2 separate regions of the Drosophila melanogaster genome follow, and region 2 is linked to region 1. The links are chromatin contacts, called in public Hi-C maps. All regions are on one chromosome and are shown on one strand. The core of a region is the stretch at or near the end of the contact, and the rest is flanking DNA. Distances in the headings are between cores, read along the strand shown. Region 1 holds the start of E23 (Early gene at 23). Region 2 holds the start of bowl (brother of odd with entrails limited).

Region 1 (7,096 bases), core at 908-3,407:
CATCCGATGTTGCAGGCGGGGATGCAACGCTTGCTGCTGCTGCTGCTGCTGCGGCCACTGCCGATGTTGCCGGCTCCACTTCGATCTGGAGGCGGCAGTCGGCCACTATTTTGGCCAGATTGCGACGGCTGGCACTCACCAACGGTACCTGCTCCGTTGTCTCGTTGTCATTGTCCGATGATCCCATATCGACTGCCTCAACACTTTCCACGATCATCAAATTCATTGGCATTTTTTCGTAATGAGTCGCCGCTGCTGCTGCCTCACACTTTGCCTTTTTCTTGGCTTTGAGCTCCTCGGGTTCCTTTGGAATTTTCTGAATTTTTGCCAATTTGCGAGGAGCAACACAGGCGGCAGCAACTGCAACTGTTTCCTGTTTAGCTGGTAGTGTTGTTGCTGCTGCGGCTGTTGTTGTTGTTGTTGCTGCTGCTGCTGCTGCTGCTACTTTTAATGACTCCTCTACAACTTGTTCAGCTGCTCCTGCTGTCGAGTTTATTACCAACGAAGTGGCCGTCGTCGTTGTTGAATTTATAATTGCCGGCTGTTGTTGCTGCTGCTGCTGCTGCGACTGCTGATGCGGCTGCTGATGCGACTGCTGATGCTGCTGCTGATGCTGCTGCTGATGTTGCTGCTGGGTTGCCAGCGCCGCGGCTCCACCTTCTGGTATGATTGTTGCAAAAATTTGTTCGCCAAATATGAAAAGATCCTTGGAAATAATCATTATCACCTTTTTGTGAACGCTTAGCTGGATGTTGTTGGTGTTGCCGCCACAGTTTTAAATATACGTACGTGTGTATTGGGGGGATTTTAAATGTAAATCTTGTTTAAATATATCTATGTGTATATGCGTATACAACTTTTTGCTCGTCTTCTGCCTGCACTCGCCTTAAACACGTTTCGTTTCGTTTCGTTTATTTTAATGCATTAAACATATTTTGCGGCTCTGGGAACTTGGCTTTTTTGGGGATTTCTTTAAAATTTCATAATTCCCTGGCTTGTCTGGCTTGCCTCCTTTTTCTTTTCTTTTCCCGAGTTGTGGCCGACTGTAATATAGTAAGAGCAGAGAAGAGTACAGATATAATTAATATGTAAGCCAAGTGAAACAAGTTGTGATATAATTTTAAGATTTAAGAGATTACATGATTATGAATACACAAAATTATTTACATTTTCGACAATGATGTCGGAAGGTAAAAAGTCAGGCAAGCACGGAAACAAAGTGATGATTTTATTATTATGAGCAGTTTGCTTTTTGCTGCACAATCCCAGTGAATTGCATTCAATTTATAATTTATTGTTACTAGGAATTCGTTGCTTATTCAAGTTGCAGTGCTAATTATTCACGCGTTATTCATGCGATATCTCTGTTATTCACTGGAATCAGATGCTCGCCAGCTCTCACCGAAACTATTCACTTCATTTCAGGCTTCACTTAATTCGTAAAAACGTTCTGCAATTTTAATAATTTATTTAAACTTGAAAATGTTTGCCTCGACTTCGAGGAATCTCCTCAAAAACTCAGATTCTACACAGCTTTTTGGCTTGAGAACTTTTCCGACAATTTCCTATATGCACTGCCACCGGCACAGAAAAAGATAATGAAAAGGAATCGCAGAATATCGGTGAGAATTGGGGAGAATCAGAGAGAAGTGGAGACGCCTGGCGAATTTTGTTATATTTGTCAATTAGCCCGCGCGAAACAAAGCGCCAGAGCAAAACGTCAGTTTTCATTTTTAGCGATTTCAGTGTGTTTGAACAACATATAATATAAGGTAAATGCAGTAATTGCAATAACAACGCACCCAAAAAGCGAAGGAAGGTAATAAAATTCTTTGTTGCTTTTTCGAATTTGATATTAAAAATCGTCAGCACTTTTTTTGCAATTTAAATGATTTCTTTGCCTTTTTTTTTCGGCTTACTTATTGAACATATGTAGGTTTCTTGTAAACATTTTTGATAACACGCGTGTTAATTATTGGATGGGGAATTACTCGATTTATAAAGCCGAAACGAAACACGGACAGATCGAACGAAAAGTAAAGTAACGTAGAAACACGACGAAAAACAGAGAGCTATTCCGCTTTTCCACACAACGCGAGTTCGGCGCGCTTCAACATTGAAGAAAACATCCAACGGCGCCCGTTGATCTGAACGTACTGAACTGATCGCGGACCGTTAAAGCTAAACGCTTGCGCCAGCGCTCCAAAAGTCGCCGCTCATTCATTCCCGTTCTCTCGCGCTCTCGCTCTCGCGCACTCTCCCCCCACACTCATTCTCGCCGCCTACGATCACCACACGTGCGTATGGAGCTTGCACCGAGAAAAATCGCCCTAAGGTGTATGTTTTAAGTCGAGGAATGAAAAACCAAACAAATTATGGCTTGCATTCAGAAGGCATGTAAGAGATATCTCTGCAGTATCGAAAAATGATAAAAATTAAAAAATTAGATGATAAAGTTAAAATTTTATAAAGTAAGTTAAGAAATAATTGATTACGTTAAAATTAAAAATCCCTGGCCTTCTTTTGTGTAAACACTATTTAATACGAATTATAGTAATAAGTAGTTATATTTTTTTAAGTGCAGTCTCTCTCCCTTGCTCTCTTTCTATTACATGAATGTTAAGTTATCTCTGCGTACATTGCATTACAAATGTTATGGGCTTACAGCGAGATCACTTCCCCTGCTGTTCCCTAACAGTAACAGGGCTCAACATTTTGTTATCCATATTCAGTTCCCAACGAACTTTGGTAATCTTCGTTGATAAATAAAGCGAACCAATAAAAGTTGGTTATTTAGTTTGACTGATCTCGAATTTCAACTTGGTGATAGAAATTTAAGGTCTTGGCTGGCAACCCAGAAGTCATTCAACAAGTTTCGAGACGTTTTTGGAGTAGCAAGCGGTTTTCGGGCGATTTAATGTGTCTCGCGAAACAAAAAGTTTTACTAATTTTTGAGTCTGTCCTACGTTTCGATATCTTTTGAAGGCAATTTTTCTTCTTTACAAATTATATTGTACTTATCAAGGAGTTGGATCAACAATGAAATTTTCTATACCTTTTTTTAAGTACTTGAAATTAAAGTTGACAATAAAATATTTGTTGGTCTGCGAGCCTTTAATAGGGTACAATTAAAACAAATTAAGTCTCTAGAAGATTCGCTTCATAATTTCTTCTTAATGCTGTTAGGCAAATGCCCGCTTTCCAATCTTATCAGTCATTAAACTCGAGGGTAACCGCTGCGTATACGCAATTTGAATGCGTATACGAACCGTGTGTGCGTGCAATCCGCGGATACGATTGTGTGCGTGGGTGGCCAGAGGGCGGTAAGGGGAAAACGAGGGAGGAGGAGATTACACTTAGAACTTGGAACGATAATACAATTATAAGCCTTAAAATGTGTCACCTGCGCTGGGTCGTTGACCAAATCAGATGGAAAATAACGCACAATTGCATATTAGGCCTAAATAATGATGATTGTTCAGTTTGCAGCGAAATTATTAAGTTTATTGTGTTGCCATAAACTTGGAGCGAATAAGTCGCCAAGTTGCCGCTATGTTTTTTTCTCGTTTTCGGTGCGTAGCTCTCGGCTCTCTATAAAAAAAATTATTTTTTCCTGTTGCTGTGTTGGTGGTTTTACTGTTGTTACTGTTTTTTATTTATACGCACAATGTGCAAAATGTGCGAGACACCCATACAGTGGCACCAATTCACGCACACGCACTTGCTCTTAACCTTGAAAAAACACACAGCCAATTTGTTGTTGCTCTCGACTTCTGGTGGCTTTCTTTTTGTTTTTGTTTCGTTTTTTTTACTGAACTTTGTTTTTGTTCTACCGCTGATAAGATTCTTATTTTCTTTCTTTTTCTCCTTAATTTGCTCTTTTCTTCTTCTGATGTGTGCTAGTGCGTATGGTGGGCCATTTTTCTAAGTGTACGTGTGAGCGTACGGCAAATATTGAATTTCTAGACAAATTTTATTAAGCGATGTCGGAATGTGAATAGTTTCTTGGTCTTTCATTTTGTATGTTATTTGCTAAATTTTCTATTAATTTAATTTCTTAGTCGACTATATACACGTATGTGTATTATATACAGCTGTGTTGAAAATTGTAGCCAGTTAAGAAGGCAAGGTTGAAGATTGCAGTTTTTTATAACAATGTAGCCTAGTTGTATTTAAGGCCAATATAAAATCCATATATGTATGTATATAATATATACTTACTTCCCTACATCGAAGAACCGTTGAAAAGGCCCCCAAATTTTGCACGAATTGTTCCTGATTTTTATGCGGTTTAATGAACTTGAACTCTTATCAGTCAGGTTGGCTTTCTTGATATTGCCCAGGAGAGAGCTGTAATGCAACAAAAGAAGCGGAATAAACAAAGTCGGTGATCTTACTCATGCCATTCGGCGTCATGTGAATTTATTTTAGGATTTTGAACTTGGTTGAGTTGGGAAATAAAGCAGGGCTATCGAAATTGGGTCGCCATTTCTTTTGCTAGACTTTGTCGCTTTGGATATACGATTACTTAGGATAAATATAAAAAATCGACTTTATTTTAAAGTTTACATCATCTATTGCACATATACTTTATAAGCTTAAAAATTGTACTTTACGTTACTCAAGATTTATCAACAAGACGATCGCAATACGTAAGTTATAACATTAAAGTTACATGCCTATAAGTATGCAAATATTTTGTCAGCGTTTGTGTATATATATGGCATATACGTCTTTAGCTTTAAAATGCGTCTTTAAATAATTGTAATTTACGATCGCAATACGTAAGTTATAACATTAAAGTTACATGCCTATAAGTATGCAAATATTTTGTCAGCGTTTGTGTATATATATGGCATATACGTCTTTAGCTTTAAAATGCGTCTTTAAATAATTGTAATTTACGAAGGATTCAAAATTTTTAAGAAAATACCTCTGCCCAATACGTCAGATCACATGTTCATGGAGAAATCATTTTCCAACCACCCACTCAGTTTGTAGCAGTACAAACACCCCATTACACATTTATCACTAAACATTCAAAGAATTTTCCAAACTTTTACTCTGTTTTAAACACGATGACGTCCATGCTGAATACCCCGATAGTCTCCATCTTCGATTTGATGGTGGAACGTCACATCAGGCTGCGCAGGGAACTGAATGGAAATCTTCCGCCAGTTCGTCGGCCTAAAGCAGCACGTGGAGCTGCCGACGGAAAGAAACCTTTCAAATACAAACCAAGTCCGATGGAGTTTCCCTTGCCAGAAACACTGGAATTGATGTCTCCGCCAGCGGCAAATGCCATTACTGCCGCGCATTTGACCCAGAAACACACTTTCCTTAAGATCCAGCCACCGAGCGAGAAGAACGCAATTAAGAAGCTGGTGGAGAAGATGTCCCATGGACGAGGCAAGACCAAGACCGTGTCGCCAAGGCACTCCCTGTCCAGCAAGAAGACCAGTGCCAATTCCTCCAAGACGGTCGTCATTCAGCCTCGCAAAAGGAAAGTAGCCGGGCAGGGATCATTCCGTGCTCAGCCAAAGCTCGGCAAGACCAGTTCCACTCAGTTGAAGCGACAACCCCTCTCTCCCAGAAGGGCAGAATCTACAGCTAAGGATGCCAGTACGCTGAGCAAGACGAAGACCAAGAAGAGTTCGCCTGAAAAGTCGGGTGCACAGATGCGAAATACCAGGTCTGCAGATCGACTCGGCAATGCAGAGATTCCGGTCTCAAAACGATGGCGTCTTTAGAAGCGATAGATATACCAGTAGATTTTCATTCATTCAAGCTAATCAAATTTGCACCAAGTAATCAACAACTTTAATCACAGTGATCCCTCCATGTGATGGACCGCACTGAATCCCACATGAAGGCGATCCAAATTGAAAATGTACTTAAATATGGATTGTCTAGTTTATATACACATGAATAAAAATGTCATGAAATGAAATAAAGGCGTTATTTTTTTATTTTATTTATTCGGTTTTATAATAAATTAGAATTTTCATTGCTGCAGCTTAACATTCGGTCTCTTATTCTTGTATGTTCTGTTTAATAAGCCTAAATTGTGACACAAATCGTAAGCCAATTTAGCTAGGGCCCAAATTAATTTGACAAGAGTTAGTTTTTAGCGTGGTATTAACCAACTTAAAAATTTTGTTAGCTTAGATCTAAATGTATTTTTCTTAATTATTCCGGTTTAGTTTTCTCTTCACATTCAATTCGCACAGGTTCCTGCTTTTTTCAAGCTTTTGCTTTGTTTATTTTTGCTCTGGTACATTAAAATGCAACTACTACAGACTAACAATACTTGGCCATATATACGGATTATATATATGGTGTATATATAGAGTTACGCAGTTACTGGCCATAGCCTTGACTTGCGATTTGGATTAAATAGTTTGAAGCATCTTGTTTCTGATTCTTGTTGTGGTATTGGTATCGGTATCGTCTGTAAACGGGCGCCAAAAATCGAAAAAGGGTAAAGAGTTGGGAGGAGTTATACAAAAGAACGAAAACATTGCTCACAATTGTTTCGATTGGTTTTACAAAAGTATTGTACACAATAAGTATTTTGTATAATCGTTTTTATCAAATTTCCCCTAGCCATGGACTGGCAATTATATTAAAGTTATAGTTATTATATACTCTCCAGTTTGCCAGTTTTGCGCTTGCTCGACATGTAAATGAATTTTCTAAAACAAAAATTCAGGGCGCTCTCTCTCTTGATTTGTTTCGGTTTTTGGTATGTTGTGAGATATGAAATACTTGAGGATTTGTAGATACATTTGTCTGAAGCAAAGCCAAGCAAACAGGTGCTACACGTAAATGCCGTGATAAAAACAAAACAATTGCTCTAGTCTAACTAAAATGCAGCTACTTAGATCATACACGCGCTTTTCTTACCATTAAAACATAATCTTAAATATGTATACAAACATATTGGTTTGTGTTCTTAATTTCTTTTCAAAGTGTATTGGGTTTGTGACTAAATGTTAGTTGAATTTTAAATTCATTTTCAGATTTTTTGGTGGCTTTGCTTTTGGCCCAAAAAATTGTTTCGGGTGTTTTGCTAACATGTCGAAGACAATTGGAT
Region 2 (7,489 bases), core at 3,328-5,827, 420 kb after region 1:
TGGTCAAGATCGCACACGATGGCTGCGAGAAGCTGGAACTTCAGGTGGCCCGGACCATTGGGGTACTAATGCACGAGCAACTGGAGCCGCCAAGTCAGCCCATATTTAGTGGATACCTGTGGCGGCAGAGTGGACAGGCCAAGGGAGCACCGAATTCCAAGAAATGGGTGCGACGTTGGTTCTCCCTGCGTCCCGATAATTGTCTGTACTACTACAAAACTGAAGATGTGAGTATAGATTTTGTTATGAAATATGCAATGCATTTTCTAAAATATTTTTCCACATTTCGCAGGACTCTCAGCCCGTTGGCGCTATGATCATGGCCAAGCACACTGTCGACCTGTGTCCTGTGGATGTGGGCAAGCCCTTTGCCTTCAAAGTGGATGCCGGCGAGGGTATTCCCATGTACGTGGCTGCCGACTCCGATGAGATGGCGAACAGGTGGCTCCAGCTGCTCAGACAAGCGGCCTCCCAGGACAACCAGTGGCTGGACAAAAGGTTGGGGGACATTGATCTCGGAGACGGCGGTTTAACTGATCCATTCTCTCACATCACTTCCCTCACAGTGCACGGTGCTTGTACCAGAGTCCCAGCAACATTCAGCGGCCCGACTGCTTCGGCTACTTACTCAAATTGGGCTCAAGGTGGTGCGGATGGTCGAAACGATATTGCGTTCTAAAGGATGCCTGCCTCTATTTTTACCAAGATGCAAATAGCAAGAGTGCATTCGGTGAGTCAACTCAAACAATGAGGCTGGCACGAAAGCAGGTGACTGACTGACTGGCCAGCAATTAATGACATTTCTCTATTTAGGCATGGCCTGCTTGCACGGCTACAAAGTGGCCTCGATGTCCGCCAATGCATCCGGCAAGAAGAACTCGTTCGAGATAGTGCCACCAGAAACGAAATTGCGTCACTATTTCTTCTGCACCGAAAGCGAAATGGATAAGAAGCGGTATGTCACGTCGCAATAATTTTTAAATAATTATTTATATTTATACCATATTCCGTCAATAGCTGGATATCCGCACTGGAGTACTCCATTGACCGCTGGATAAAGTCCGGGTAACTAAGGTTAAAGACACGCTCCAGATCGGCTCTGAGCAGCCGACTTAAGCGTCGCAGTTTTAGCTACTTCATGGATTAGAGGGGACGACTTGACTTGTTCGACACTAGTACGGGTACTACCAACAACACTTAGAACTTAAGCCAAGCAAACCAATTAGTTTTAGGCATAGGCGATTGCATAGTCCAAGGAATTTAGTCGGTCATTCAAATCGGGTTTAAAACTATTTTGAACAAGGCGTACATACACAAATATATACAAATATAGAGGAATACGATAGGACATTTTTGGTGTGTATTCTTGTTATATAGCTTACAACAAATGGCATATATACATACATACATATATATACACATATATATATATATATACAAAACTTATGTTTAGTGAGGTTGTCTTGTCACTTATATACATAGAATATATTTAGCCACACAAAAAATGAGAGAAATGATCGTACAGCAGACCAAATTGATTGTCTAATGTATATAGAATTCGGCTAGGCTAAATCCAAATTCAAATTGCAATGATTAGGTATTCAATGGCTCAAATCCAGGCAAAGGCAAGGCAAATGTTTTTTAGATAAATGTCTATTTACAGAAAGGGTAATAAAATAGTACGAAAATAGCTCAAGCGAGACCAAAATTACAGATTTATCAGAGTGTAACAGTTCGAAAAGTCGTTATCAAAGTCGAAGAAGATTATTCCCATTTTCCATAGCTGCTTCCATCGCATTGAGCACAACAATTTGTGAATAATAAATAACAACGGTTTTCGTCCTTATTGGAAACGATTATTAGTTAGACGCGATTACGATATAGGCCAGGATTAGTTAGCTTTTTGATATGTTGGATTTTTTTTAGGAAACACATTCATTCACAAGCATACACACACACATTACAACGTTCATAGTAGGTCAAACAATAATATAATAGCGATTAATTCGGAATCCAGTAGTTACTTTGTCATATAAAGATATGATCTTTAAAATGCTGATTTCCTGTTTTTTTGGGTCAGTGTTCAAATACCGAGATTGAGTGAGGATGCAACAATTTTGAAGCTTCTTTTCGTTTTTATTAATACGGTAACGAATATATATATATAAATATATATTTTATATATTTTAAATAGAGATTTCCAATTTGGCGAGGCGTAAAAAATTAGATAATAAATCTATGCATTATGATGATTATATGATATATACATAAGAGTCAGCCATTTTATGTTGTTACTCATCGAGTGGAAAACGAGACAGCAAAAACCTAACACAGAAAAAGGAAAAAAGAAAACTAAATAAGAGCTTTAATTATTAAATAAAAAATATACCAAGAACAAATGACAAATGTGCCTCTTGCTGACAGCCCGGGGGCATTGAAATGCATCTAAACATCATTAATTTGGCTCAACGATCCGATTCCCATTGGAACCCGATTCAGATTCGGATATGGTCCCAGGCCCAGCCCAAAAGTATCAAACACACCAGCTACCTGCTGGGGCCAACGAAGCATTTCGAATGCGATCAATGAACCTGTTGCTTTTGGCCCTCTAGCTACAAACTACCAGCTGAACTCCGAGTTGGCCACATGTTTTACACAAATTTCAAGTAATTTATTTTAAAATCGTAAAGCGATGCAAAATATGCAAGGAGGGAAGCCACTTCAACCGACGGGCACTCAGAAAAATCACAACGATCTTATGGTTCGCATTAGCATATATATCTTATTTGTACATCTTTATTTTAAGCAAAAAGAGCAAGGTAAGGGTTAGATATTAGATATTATTATTAAACAATAGTCAATTTCAATTTTATGTATTGTGGAATCCAATTATAAGGGAGACCAATTATGGTAATTATTTATTTTATTTCTTATTTACTTATTGTTATTTATATATGCTGAAAATTATTTTCCGAGTGCAGCAAGAGCAACAGTTGTTGATGGGGGAAGTCGACGACGACTAGCATAACAATTCGCTCGCCCTATGAGGCAGCTACCGTTTTTCCGTCTTCTCTTTTCTACCACTTATTTCTGGTCTTCTGCCTGTTGCCGCTTTGTATCTCCATTTCCACTTACTGTTTTTGCAGTGGCAGCAGCCACAATTTAGTTCCACTGTGCAGCACCTTAATTACATGGCTACGGACTCTCTTTTGTTGGGTACTTTTCGGGTTTTTCTTTTCTGCATCTCGGAATCATTACGACCATGATCACCGTCGTGGCCGAAACGTAACTCCCTCTACTTTTGGGACCCTAGCTGATTTTTGGTCTTTTTGTTAACGTCTTTTCTTTTACCACTTGACCGCATTGATGCTGCATTGCGAGCAGAGGTTGCCAGATTGTTAGAATAGAAATTTTACAGTCTATTATAATAATATAAGACCTATTTACATAGCCTAGCTCGAATCAATCATTTACCTATGTTTTATTTTTTTCCAAGTTCCCGTGCTCGCCTTCTTTTATAAGGACTAATTACCATTAATAAAAGTCAGTCTGGCGATAAGATGGTTTCTAGACTTATATTGTTTTACGACCTATTTCCATAAATGAATTGTATAACTCGGCTGCCGATTAATCATCAGTGTATATTTAAATACATATGTATAAATATTTTTCCCTAAAGCTACCAACTAATTATTCCAAATAAATATTTACTTATCAGTAGAACATTGGAACTTGTCATAATATAGATATATAGTCGTGTGAGTAATGCACTTTATTTCACCCCAACTTTCGACTTGGCAACCCCTTCTTCGAAGAAACCTTATCACCTTGCCTCCCTAAAAATGCTTTCTGATTAGTCATTCCCCTAAATGAAACCGCAACAAAAGCCGAAGAACAAAATACACCCCCACTAAAAAGGCATAACAATAAACAGGGAACTACCAGAGTTACACCCTCCTCCTCCTTTTCGGGTGAAGCCACCATAACGATCCATGGGCAGCAGCAGCAACGGCAATCTGGCAACACCCGGGCCAATTGTACCCTACCCTCTCGACTGGGCCAAAAAAAAAAAAGCAGTCGGTGGTAGTCGGTAGTCGGTCGGTAAACAGGTAGCGCTCTAACTGACAATAACTCGTCGTACGAATGCACGTTCCACGCTCCGCCAGTGCCAGTCTCCATATAAGTCCGTCCACGGGCCCATCCGTCCATTTAGCAGCGTGCGACTGGCGGCCGGTTGGGTTTGGGTTGAGTTCGGTTTAATTCCTCTCCTCCACTGAAAGAAATGTCGTACTATATTCAAACTGAATATAAGTTACTAGTTAATTCAGAAAAATATGTAAATGCATCCATTATTTATCTAGTATATTTAAGCAGATAGATTTATACTGTTGTTATTTACAGAAAATTAGAGCCTTACTCTTCAGATATTTAAGAATTGTTAAAACTTTTTCCACAGTGCACTAAGCTGGTTTTAGTGCCACTGCTCGCTACTCGTCGCTTGTCTCTTTCTACGCATTTCTCAGCCCGCGATTCTCTCGATTCTCTCTTTTTCCATTCGGGCCCTGTTTCTTGGGTTCGTGGCTCAGTCTTCGAGAGTTGATCGTGGCCAACGCACCTGCGCGCGGATCGCTGGTAATAGCTGTTGGAAAAGTGAACTGCATTGTGAGTGCCTCTCGCTCTATATCTATCTGTATCTTTCGCCGCCGATGTATCTTATTGAGCGGGCCCAGAGCGCTAGTGTGTGTGTGTGTGTGAGTGAACTTGTTGCATCGCCAGTTGCCTCGAGAAAAGCGCTTTTCAACTGCAACTGACTCTGTGTGTGGGAAGAGTTTGGGACTACTTGAGGAGCGAATTGGTAGCTGCACTGGCTTCAGCTCCTATTTCAAACAAAATGTAGAAAAACACATTTCAGCTGCCGTGTATCTCTCGTTCTCGTTCGGTTTTCAGTTCGTTGAGGTTGAGGTTTCGGTTCGGGTTTTTCTTCGTTCGGTTTTCATATCTGTGAGATACAAATACATCGTGTGTTTGTGCGCGAGTTGTACGTGGATTTTGGAAGGAAAAAAACTACGTGGTTTGTGGTAGCTGACTGCCGTTGATGCTGCTGCTGCTCCCGTAACCGCCCCCCTGCCGCCCCCTCAGCCCCACCCCCTGGGGCGATCGTGCCGTGATTTGAATCTCAAAATTGTCCCTTAGTGTGCGTGTTTTTTTAAATACATTTACTTGAGAATGATTCGGTGAAATACTTGTTAAAATTAAAATCAAACCTGAAAATATAACAAAAAATTTCCGACAAATATTTTGAAAATTTTAATAAAATTATTTACTTTTAAATTCACAGAATCGTATTAACAGAAGTCTTCAAACAAATACAACAAGAAAAAACAACATACAATTCAAGTGCCACTTAAATGATATAAATTACTACTTTAAAAACCAAAAACAATGCCAAGCATTTCAAAGCTTACAAACTGACAAAAAACCAGCAAAATCATATTGAAACAACTACTTGGATACTTTAGGACGCAAAGATAAAGCCCAAAGAGCCTGGGGCTTTCTTCTGTTTAACCCACAGGTAAGATTCCGCCGAGAACAGGCCCTGCCTTCCCAGATGAACACAAAAATTCCACACCACTTATTTTTACTTGTTTTATTTTTTGTTGTTTTTTTTTTTGTTTTCTGTTTGTGGCGTAGGGCTAGCTAATTACGTTTATTATTTTTTTATTTTGGTATTTTTTGCGTTGGCCAAAAAGGCAGCGAGTACAAAAATATAACGAGTACGCAGACAGAGAAGGAGAGAGAGAGAAAGACCCAAGATATATCTCAAAACCTGCTCCACAAATAGAATGAGACGGGGCGAAAAAACAGGAAAGAGAGCGCAACAACGTTGGCGGTTGGCGGACTGTCGACCGACAAGCGGCTTCCACTACAACTGCATGTGCCACTGTCATTGCCACTGAACTCAGTGTGGTGCCGCACAGTCCACGGTGGAGTACGTCCCCCATCCCCCCGCAAACTTCCCCACCATCCTGAACCACCCGCTTGCCCCATTGTTGTTGCTGTGGCGCTCAGTTCGAGTTGGTCGGTTCGAGCCGGACTCGAAAAACCTTCGCTTGGAATTCTGGGGGTCTCTTATGGGTGCTCTTGGTAAGGGTACTTCGTTTGAAAATGGTGTACACAATTTGTAAAATATTATTTAAAAATATTAATCGGTGTTAATAACGTTACATTTCTGAAAAACTTTAATTTTACAGAATTTCAAAGCATCGCGTTAGGTTTTAAAAATATATTTTACGAAATTTAGGCAAACTTAGTTTAATAAGCTGATAGTTTATAAGCTTCTTATTTATTCCAGTGTTTTTTTTTCAACAAGTCTACTCTAGTTTGATCTATAGTATTATTTACTTATTTTGCCTAGGGTATTAAGTGCATCGGCTTTATAGATCGTGATTTTTCACATGTTTCTTTCATTTCTGTTTCTTTTCTTTGTAAACCAGTTCACTTGTAGCCAGTGCCAGTGGCCAGTGGTCGCTCTCGCCGTCTTTTTCGCTCCTTCTCGGCTTGGAATCCGGTTTTTTTGGTTTTCTGTTTTCGGTTTTCGGTCGTGGTCGCTGTCTTAACTTGGCTCGATTCAGATTCGGAGCTCGGCTGGGGCTTTAATTGTCCAGAACGTGTGGCCAAAGAGGAAACGCAATTGCCGCAAGCTTCTGTTGGGTTCAGATACCGATTCGGATTCGGATTCAGCCTCAACCTCAGACCATCATCATCATCGTCATCTACATCTCTTGATTTCTTTTAAATGCTTTACTTTTTCCTTCATTTTTAAGCTTTTTTTTTGTAGAACGCCTCCCGCGCTCTCACAGTCTGAGTTATTATTATTTTTTTTTTGTATTTTTTGGTTGCGGTTCTATAAAGTTATTGGCTTTTGTTTCGCCTCAGTGGAGATCTATTTTGGATATTCATTGTCTTGCTTTATGGGCCATTTGGTTTTGTGTCCAAAAAGAGTTTTAGCATAAGAAAGGGAGTACCATAAAAGTTTATTACGCTTTACCTCTTTGGGTGGGTTTTCCTCTCCATCTTGGGCCACCAACTATCATTTTTCGGTTGCACCAGCAGCAGGGGAAAATGTTGCTGGTAATTGCCTTGTGGCAGGAAAATTGAAATCGAAATTAATTAAAATCGTGACAAAATACTTGATGAATTTAGATTTACCATAAAACCGCAGAACAATGGCTCGTTAGGGATCGCCATATTCGGGTTTTAAATTGAAATGGCTATATGGACACGCCTCGTTTTGGCACGTGTGTATAATTCACCTGATAGACCAGTTCATTTATTGTTGTTCTGGAACGGGAACTCATCAATTTTGATGGGGAAATTAGATGTTGTCTAGGGAATATGAATTTTTAATGCTATCAATGAAATCAGACAGCGGAAAGGTGATTATCAGTTTACATGTTTAGTTTTGGGCTGGGTTCCAAAAGTTGTCGAA

What was found. A called contact is a pair of places that touch in the nucleus more often than the background predicts.
Region 2: a contact with region 1 is called in a Hi-C map of the OSC cell line, with 4 times the contacts expected there. A contact is called at or near these places in 3 of 107 Hi-C or Micro-C datasets (the OSC cell line, eye imaginal disc and wing imaginal disc).

The regions. Positions count from the first base shown.
Region 1 is chr2L:3,352,672-3,359,767 of dm6, forward strand. E23 (Early gene at 23) reads right to left here and starts at 2,158. Exons shown (of 9, transcript NM_205900.2): 1 at 1,803-2,158; 2 at 1-1,043. The coding sequence starts at 721. It overlaps CG8838, which reads left to right and starts at 4,975. Exons shown (of 1, transcript NM_134925.3): 1 at 4,975-5,947. The coding sequence starts at 5,079. The coding sequence ends at 5,750. It overlaps GramD1B (GRAM domain containing 1B), which reads right to left. Exons shown (of 10, transcript NM_134926.4): 10 at 5,969-7,096.
Region 2 is chr2L:3,767,123-3,774,611 of dm6, forward strand. bowl (brother of odd with entrails limited) reads left to right here and starts at 4,578. Exons shown (of 4, transcript NM_164557.3): 1 at 4,578-4,751; 2 at 5,339-5,572. lncRNA:CR43704 (long non-coding RNA:CR43704) reads right to left here and starts at 3,332. Exons shown (of 1, transcript NR_073712.1): 1 at 2,804-3,332. CG43707 reads left to right here. Exons shown (of 19, transcript NM_001273077.2): 15 at 1-227; 16 at 293-498; 17 at 567-730; 18 at 814-955; 19 at 1,018-2,403. The coding sequence ends at 1,069. mir-1004 (mir-1004 stem loop) reads left to right here and starts at 499; the gene lies at 499-566.